3 separate regions of the Triticum aestivum genome follow, and all the other regions are linked to region 3. Evidence: chromatin contacts called from public Hi-C data. All regions are on one chromosome and are shown on one strand. The core of a region is the stretch at or near the end of the contact, and the rest is flanking DNA. Distances in the headings are between cores, read along the strand shown.

Region 1 (3,023 bases), core at 35-2,534, 560 kb before region 3:
GTTATTTCCCTGGCTATCCGAATATAATTGTTCATCTGCCGTCTTAGTTGCAGCTACTCTTTTCTTGGACCAGAGAGGTTCATCTGACTCCGCAATTCGAACAAAGAAGTTAGATCTTTTGAATTTTTGCAGCACGGTTTCTATTTGCTGTTTGCGATCTTCCATCCGAAGGAGGGATTCAGTCTCCAGAATATCTTGTTTTGAAGGGGAAGATGCTTTGTCGTTGAGTTCAACACTCTCCATGTTATCCTCAACACCGTGAGAACTATTTTCTCCGGCTGTTCCATTTGCATCCCCATTCTCACTGACAGAGCTAGATTTATTTGTGGGGTGCCGCGGCGAATTTCCGCTCTTAGACATCACGGCAGCAATTCTAAACGGAGATATGCAGGTCGTATCTTGCTGAGAGGCTGATAGGCACGCCAGTATATGAACCTGCTCGCCTGATATAACCAAACTAATTCAGATACCAAAACAAAAACAAAGAAACAGGCACAGGCAGCAAGATGCACTCCAGTAACTTCAGCAGGGGAAATGCATTTACCAGGAAAGAGGAAGGGGCGGTCCAACGGCCGCAGCTGCAGCATGTCCGAAACCTCACTCCAATCCCCAGGAAGCTCCTCTGCGGAGGTAAATTGTGAATCGGTAAGCTACCGGGCTGGCATTTCCAAGGAGAAATGTGGCAGTGGTGAATCTGCAATGCAACGAGGAGAAAGGCCAAGCAAGGGGAAAGGGGCACCAACTGTTGGGAATCGTGATCCACCCTTCGTCCTGGGAAACATCGCTGTGCTTCCCGGCCGGAGCTGTACTTTTCGAATCTGAAGAAGCGGAAGGAGAGGAAGCGGCGGTGTCGCCGCCGATCTCCCCGGCTCCGTTGCTGGCAGCTTCGTCGTCTTCCGCCGCGGCGGAGATGCGGAGCGGATCGTCGGCGATGAGGCCCTCCAGGGTCTTGAGGACCCCCTGCTGCTCGGGGATCCGCGGCAGCTCGGGCTGCGCGGCTCGGTAGAGGAAATTCATGGCCGCTCGCCGTCAGCCGCGCGAGCAAGGGGGGTCCGGAATGGCCCTGGCGGGCGTCCTGGGTCGACCTCGCGCGGCAGAGCGAGGGCAGCCGAGGGCGGTCCGAGCCCGCCGGGCCCCCGCGCGGCGGCGCGGGTCGGGGGACGGGGATCTCGGGGTGGGATCGCGGGGGGTGCTGGGAGGGGAGGAAGAGCTGCGTCCTGCTGGTGGAGTCGTGGGTGGTGGTGGTGGTGGTGGGTGGTCCCTCGGCGTCGAGCGGGGCAGGCAGATCTGACTGAGCCGGAGACGACGATGATCCATGGCTTAAACTAATCTTGCTCCCCCCTCGTTGCCAACTAGCACAGGGCCCAGCCCAACTCGCGGCCCAAACAGCTGGGCCCAGCCATTTCTGTTTGTTTCCTTCGTTCTTCTTGCGTACGGCGGATTCTTTTATGCTGGATCAAGAGAAAAAAATTGTTCATCCTCATCGCGGCACACTGCAGATGCAGCTCCTCTCATTTCAGATTTTACCACACTTGCATCGACATGGATTTTGGCAAAACCCGTAGGTGGCGCCCTTGGCCTTGCCGTTGTTCTTCTACTCTCAGCTGACTCCCTTGCCTCCTTTTGCATTGACATCTTAGTTCAACAATAAATCTTTCGACGAACTCATATGTAGTTGAGGGACTTTGATAAAAAAAATCGTGTATAATTTTTCTTCGTACCCATCATATTGTCCACAAGGTGACTGATAACTTGATAAAAGCCTCATGTGATAATGTATCAATCATCGCAAACAACCACTGCTTGGCACTCGGTTCAGTAGTCTCGCATAAGTGCTGAGCCAACTCACCATCGACAAGCGCCCAGACACACCTTGACATGGTGCACTCGAGCAACGAGTGTCTCCAAGAGTTCGCCGCACCACACAGAGCGCAAGTGCTGGTAGTGAACATTTTTCTATGAGCCCGTACATCCTCTCTAGTAACGAGTGTTTTGCTACTCTCCATAAGAACATACGTATTTTCCCTGGGATGGGTGTCTTCCACAATATTTTCCACGACATCACATCCCTGTCAGTACTGGAGGAACTGGCAGATCCATCAATCCATGCTTCCCGCCTATACTTTATAGCAATCATCATTTTGGAAGCTGATCTCACGGTGTAGCAGGCACTCTTCTCAAAATACCACGCCCAGCTATCTTCTACCTCATTTGTACAGATCGGGATATTGAGAATAGATGGAATGTCAATTGGTAAGCACACCTCCTCTAGTCGTTCCATGTCTCATCTTGCAGATGTATGGTCAATAAGTTCTGTTACAAGCAAAGGAGGGTTGGCCACAGATACGTCTCCAACGTATCTATAATTTATGAAGTATTCGTGTTGTTATTTTATCATTCTTGGATGTTTTACAATTATTTTATAGCAACATTATATCATTTTTCGGACTAACCTATTGACCCAGTGCCGAGTGCCAGTTGCTATTTTTGCTTGTTTTTTACAACGCAGGAAATCAATATCAAACGCAGTCCAAACACCGCGTAACTTTTTGAAGATTTTTTCTGGACCAGAAGGAATCCAATGGGCCTGAGCTGCACCTAGGGGTGACTCGAGGGGGGCACAACCCACCAGGGCGCGCCAGGGCCCCCTGGCGCGCCCAGGTGGGTTGTGCCCACCTCGGTGGCCTCCCGCACCCCCTCTTTGCACTATAAATTCCCAAATATTCCGAAATCCTTCGGGGTAGCCCTAGATCAGAAGTTCCGCCGCTGCAAGACCTCTGCATCCATGAGATCCAATCTAGACCCCGTTTCGGCACCCTGTCGGAGGGGAGAATCATCACCTGTGGCCATCTTCATCATCCCGGCGGCCACCACGATGAGGAGGGAGTAGTCCACCCTCAGGCCTGAAAGTTTGTACCAGTAGCTATGTGTTTAATCTCTCTCTCTCTCTCTCTCTCTCTCTCTCTCTCTCTCGTGTTCTTGATGGCGCGATCTTGATGTATCGGGAGCTTTGTTAATATAGT
Region 2 (2,883 bases), core at 235-2,734, 630 kb after region 3:
TAGGCTATGATAGGATAATAATGTTGTATGTGTAACTGGCATCAAATATCCATGAAAGTTAACTTCCGCAAAAAAAATCAGGATTTGACGCCATCCTTTGTAGCCGCCGCCTCCTCCTTCTTCTCCACAAAAAGTTAGGGTTTTTGCCTTCCGTCGCCGTCGCCCAGGTCCGCCTCCTCTCCGATGGCCTTAGGGCCATGGGGGCGCAGTGGATCTCGGCAAGGGTCGGCGGGAGGGCTCCGTTTTTAATCGTTTCTTTCAGTTTTGCTAGAGGTTGTGTCCTGCTCAGGAAGACGAGACGGCGACGGTTCCCCGAAGATGGAATAAAGGTCTCCCCGCCTAGCCCCCGTTTCGGCGATGCGTTTAGCATCGTTGGTGGGCGTGTGGAGGTGTGTCTCCGGCGAATCTATATTTGGTGGATTTGCTTGGATCTCGTCGTTGTTCGTCTACGTTTGTGTGTCTTCGGATTGGATTTTTCTGATCTACGTTATTCTTCATCTGCGACGGTTGCTGTTCTGGTGCGCTGGTCCTACGGGGCTTTAGCACGACGACTTCCCGACTGTCTACTACAACAAGTTATGCCCGACTCCGGCGATGGAGGGGCGATGACGGCGGCGCGCCTTCGGCTCGCTTCAGTGCTGGTAGTTGTCGCTAGGTGGTCTACGGATCTGGATGTAATTTCTATTATTTCTGGTACTCGTTGTACTGCCATGATTGAAGATAAATAGATCGAAATTTTTCTCGCGAAAAAAAAGATAGAGGCGTCAACAAGATAAGTGATAACCCTCTGATGTTAATCATTGCTGGTTTCGAGAAAGAGGTGACTTAACGACATCATCAATCAGAGATGAGGTCTTTTGTTTGCTCGTGTAGCCTTGTGGGGTCCGGTCAGGCATGTCCAAAACTCGATCGAGAAAAAAAATATAGAGCTGCTACTATACCGCAAACACCTATCGTTCAGTGACACGCAAACATGTATAGAAGTTGAATCAAAATTCAAGATCGTCTGTCATGACGTCTATACGAAAACAATGTAAAGGCCAAAAGGACAGCCCTCGCCGTGTTTAGACTTTGGAAAAAGGAAAGAAAACCCTTTTGTAATCAGAAAGCCACTCCATTGCGCGTGCGCTACGATTTGGCTAGCTATAGCCAGGCAATCCGACCGGTGGAGGAAAAGGGAGCGCAATGACGGGTTCACCTTTACATGGCATGACATTGCCAGCCGCGGCGACGGTAACACCGGTCAACTCAACGCGGTGATGACGTCCCAGGTGAGCGGGCGTAACCCGCACTCCCCACCCGCCAGCAGCAGCAGCAGCAGCAGCGGGCAGAAACTTACCGCCACGCGCACCGCGGATGTGGATCGGATCGGGCGGCCGGCACCGCCTGACGCGCGGGCCCCGCCGCCTTGCCTTCTACCTCCGGACCTTTCCTTCCCCCCGCCTATTTATCCCCGCCCGCGCCGCACTGCCGTTTTGTTTCGTTCTCGTTCCGCTTGGTTTTTCTCGCAGAGCCCGCGCCGTCAAAACACCCACGCTCCCCTGCTCGCTCGCGCCAACACGTGTAGGAGACCCGGAGAAGGAGCTAGAGAAGAAGAGTCCAGAAGCCTCGGAGAGCCACAGAGCGTAGCTAGCTAGCCTCCTCGGTTTCTATGGGGGCGGGGAAGGAGGCTCCCGGCGGCGTCGACGGCGCCGCCGAGCCGCCGCCGCCGGTCGTGCTCAAGATGGTCTTGCATTGCGCCGGCTGCGCCAAGAAGGTCCGCAACAGCATCAAGAGCATGCCTGGTACGCGCCCGCTCCATCCCGCCGCCAATTTCCCTGCTCCCGTGCTCCCTTCTCTGCATTTTGTGTTAGTCTGGTGGCTGATTCGTGTGCTTGTCTGGACTTGTCGCGCAGGCGTGCAGGCGGTGGTGGCGGACGCGGCGTCGAACAGGGTCGTCGTGGCGGGGACGGCCGACGCGGCCGCGCTCAAGGCGAGGATCGAGTCCCGCACCAAGAAGCCCGTCGAGATCGTCTCCTCCGGCGCCGGCGCCGGCCCGGCCAAGCCCCCAGCAGCCCCCGCCGCGGCCGAGAAGAAGAGCCCCGACAAGGAGAATCCCGACAAGGGGGGCGGCGGAGCCGACAAGGGGGATAAGCCCGGCTCCTCCAAGCCGCAGCCGCCCAAAGAGGAAGACGCGGCGAAGAAGCAACCGCCCACCCACACAGAGGAGAAGAAACCCACGGAGCTCCAGGTCGGTACACAAGCAGCAGCAAATCCTACCCCCACGCAATACTCTGCTCCCAACCACCACGCCCGTCCCACCGACCTTGCGGCTCACAATGTCTCCGCTTCGATTTTGCTTTCGCAGGAGACCACGGTGCTGCTCAAGATCCGCCTCCACTGCGACGGCTGCGCCGACCGCATCAGGCGCCGAATCTACAAAATCAAAGGTGCGGTTTTGCTGGGTTTCTTCTAAATTCTTCGAATTCGCGGTTTGTTCTGCTGTTAATTTTGTATCTTCCGTTCGAAATTGACGATGTTCTGTGTGTCTTGTCTCTTCCAGGGGTCAAGCATGTGGAGCTGGAGGGCAATGCCAAGGACGAGGTGAAGGTCACGGGGACCATGGACGTCCCCGCCATGGTGGCGTATCTCACGGAGAAGCTCAACCGCGCCGTCGAGGCCGTCGCGCCCGGCAAGAAGGACAAGGGCGGCAGCGACGAGAAGAAGGACAAGGGCGCCGGCGACGGCGAGAAGAAGGACAAAGCGGCGGGCGGTGACCACGTCGTCATGAGCCAGGACAAGGGGAAAGGCATCGAGGTGACGGGCCCGTCCATGGCGTCCGCCGCGGCGTCCGTGGCGCCCGCGCCGGTCCAGCCGAGGACGCACCACGTCTCGCCGTACGGC
Region 3 (2,866 bases), core at 80-2,579:
AAAGTGCCAACGGCTTACACACCTTGCAACAGAGAAGCTCATTGGCGCGCTAGTCAACGGCGAGAGCCAGTGGCGACAAGCAGCGTGGGGAGGCGGAGACTCGACAGAAACTCGGGGCACTCGGAGCAGCATGGGGAGGTGGTGACTCGACAGGAACTCAGGGTGGGCGGAGCAACGCGGGGTGGCAACAACTCGACATGAGCTCGGGAGGAGCGCCAGTGACTTGCATGCCTTGCAACAACTTGCATCTCGCCAAGGAAGCTCGTCGGCGTGCTAGCCGATGGCGGGAGTCGGAGCAGCGGGGAGACGGTAACTCGATGGGAGCTCGCAGTCGAAACAGTGCGGGGAGGCGGCTACTCGATGGAAGCTCAGGAAGACCACCAAAGGCGACTTCTCTTAAGGATCCAGATCCTGCAACAGACCCATTGTTGCGATGAGAGAGATTGCAAGAACGAGCCAATAGCAAAAACTAGTGGAGGTGGACATGGGCACGTGGCATGCAGAGAAGGCGTCGGATGTGGATCTGCGGTCCCCATGATGATTTAAAGCATTTTTGTTTTTTTATTTCACCTTTTTCTATTTCTCTGGGTTTTATTGTGAAATTAACTAATAAGTTTAGAGATGGATGAAACTTTTGAATCCAGTTATACAGAATCAACTTATCTTATTAATTTATATATAATCAATTAAAGTGTTAAAATATGCATGTGTTGTAAAAAATGTTCACACATAAAGAAACTAAAAAATATCCATGTATTTTTTAAATGCTCATCCATTTGAAAAAAATCATGGTGTATTATAAAAATGTTTAACCTGTATTTAGGAAATGTTCATAGTGTATTAAAAAATGTTCAACAACATTTCAAAAATGTTTATGACGTATTTAAAAAACCGGTTCCGCGATAAAGTCCTTTCTCGTGTATTCCCTTGCTGCTTTATTTTGTGCCAATAAAATTCCTCCTTTGTTCGGAAAAATAATTGCATCCGGGGTACTACTTTTTCAAGATTTTATTTATGATGCTCCAGTCCAACCCCTGTGCAACAGCACATCATGGTTAGGATGCTTCCTCCAAAAGTGGGTCAAGAAACACCTGTAGAATTTTCAAAACCCATACGTGTTTATCTGTAGCTGGTAGTACGTGCATATGCATGCGGCATGCCGATGGTGATGGAGAAGAGAGGACCAAACGGAGGGAAGGCACGGCCTCTTGCTATTATTACACAGACAAGGAAGTCGAAAGTGCTGACAGCCACCCACTGATGCGCGCGCTGGCCGCGGCGCGCGGGGGCTCCTCGTTGACCGCCAGGGTATTAAGCGCGAGCCGGGCGTGCCCCCAGCACCGCAAGGCCTTGCTGCACACTCGCGCACCTTGCTTGCATTGGATCCAGCCATGGACGCCTGTCGCCTGGTCCTCGTCCTCGGCCTCCTCGCGGCCGCCGCGCCGCTGGCCGCCGCCGACCTCGCCCCCGACTTCTACAAGGAGTCCTGCCCGGACGCCGAGAAGATCGTCGCCGGCGTCATCGAGAAGAAAATGAAGGACGACCCCGGCACCGCCGCCGGCCTCCTCCGCCTCCTCTTCCACGACTGCTTCGCCAATGTACGTACGCCCCCCTCGTTTGGTTCTTGATTAGTACGTAGAAATTTAATTAGAATCCGTCCTCGATGGAGAGAAAATGTGGGTTGATCTGCTGCTGCCTCTGCATGCATGCATGCATGCATGGATGTTATGTTATGTTAGGGGTGCGACGCGTCCATCCTCATCGACCCGCTGTCCAACCAAAGCTCCGAGAAGGAGGCCGGGCCCAACATCTCGGTCCGCGGCTACGACATCATCGACGAGGCCAAGAAGGAGCTGGAGGCCAAGTGCCCCAACACGGTGTCCTGCGCCGACATCATCTCCCTCGCCACCCGCGACTCCGTGAAACTCGCCGGCGGCCCGGACTACGCGGTTCCCACGGGCCGCCGCGACTCGCTCGTCTCCAACCGCGAGGAGTCCGACGACAACCTGCCCGGCCCGGACATCCCCGTGCCCCAGGTCACGGCCGACTTCGTGAAGGCCGGCTTCACCGCCGAGGAGATGGTGCTGCTGCTCGCCGGCGGCCACAGCATCGGCAAGGTCAGGTGCATCTTCATCGAGCCCGACGCCTCGCCCATGGAGGCGGGCTATCACGCCAGCATCAGCAAGCTCTGCGACGGGCCCAACCGGGACACGGGCTTCGTCAACATGGACCAGTCCAACCCCAACGTCGTTGACAACTCCTTCTTCGCCAACGCCATCGCCGAGAAGATGCCGCTCACCCTCGACCGCCTCCTCGCCATCGACGAGAAGACGGGGCCCCTGCTCAAGGACATGCTCAACAAGCCCAAAGAGGACTTCGCGTCGGCATTCGGCAAGGCCATGGAGAAGCTCACCGTGCTCAAGGCCATCACCGGCAAGGACGGCGAGGTCAGGAAGTTATGCAACGAGTTCAATAACCCCATGTCCTCCGACGGCCCCTCGGTCATACGGATCAGCTCCGTCGACCCCGAGGACCTGGATGGCTTGGCGGCTGGCAACAAGCAGCAGCAGGTGTCAAGCACCGTCTCGCAGGGGCACAAGGACGCACAGCCGGAGGCCGCCGGCGGCAAGGCGGACGGTAACGCCGAGAAGCCCCACAAGAAGGCGTCCGGCAAGCACAAGCTCCGCAGCGACTAGAAGCAGTCCGCGTGAGCGCGTCACTACTACACCGCGTACGTACGTAACTACGAGCTGTCGCCCCGCCCACCTCTCCGGCGACGCACGTAGGCCTCCATCCAGGAGCGTCTCCATCAAATTGATTAATTGCACTTTGAATTACTCTTCTTCTTCCTCTCGGTACTCTCTCC

The links. A called contact is a pair of places that touch in the nucleus more often than the background predicts.
Region 1: a Hi-C map of leaf shows a contact between it and region 3, with 7 times the contacts expected there. The contact joins the promoter of LOC123093179 here to the promoter of LOC123095154 in region 3. A contact is called at or near these places in 3 of 5 Hi-C or Micro-C datasets (all in leaf).
Region 2: a contact with region 3 is called in a Hi-C map of leaf, with 6 times the contacts expected there. The contact joins the promoter of LOC123093169 here to the promoter of LOC123095154 in region 3. A contact is called at or near these places in 2 of 5 Hi-C or Micro-C datasets (both in leaf).

Annotation. Positions count from the first base shown.
Region 1 is chr4B:543,723,339-543,726,361 of IWGSC CS RefSeq v2.1, reverse strand. It overlaps LOC123093179, which reads right to left and starts at 1,284. Exons shown (of 10, transcript XM_044515088.1): 1 at 744-1,284; 2 at 545-622; 3 at 1-443. The coding sequence starts at 1,017.
Region 2 is chr4B:542,536,225-542,539,107 of IWGSC CS RefSeq v2.1, reverse strand. LOC123093169 (heavy metal-associated isoprenylated plant protein 6) reads left to right here and starts at 1,484. Exons shown (of 4, transcript XM_044515080.1): 1 at 1,484-1,784; 2 at 1,896-2,230; 3 at 2,348-2,429; 4 at 2,543-2,883. The coding sequence starts at 1,652.
Region 3 is chr4B:543,161,831-543,164,696 of IWGSC CS RefSeq v2.1, reverse strand. LOC123095154 (peroxidase 44) reads left to right here and starts at 1,329. Exons shown (of 2, transcript XM_044516968.1): 1 at 1,329-1,598; 2 at 1,740-2,866. The coding sequence starts at 1,392. The coding sequence ends at 2,696.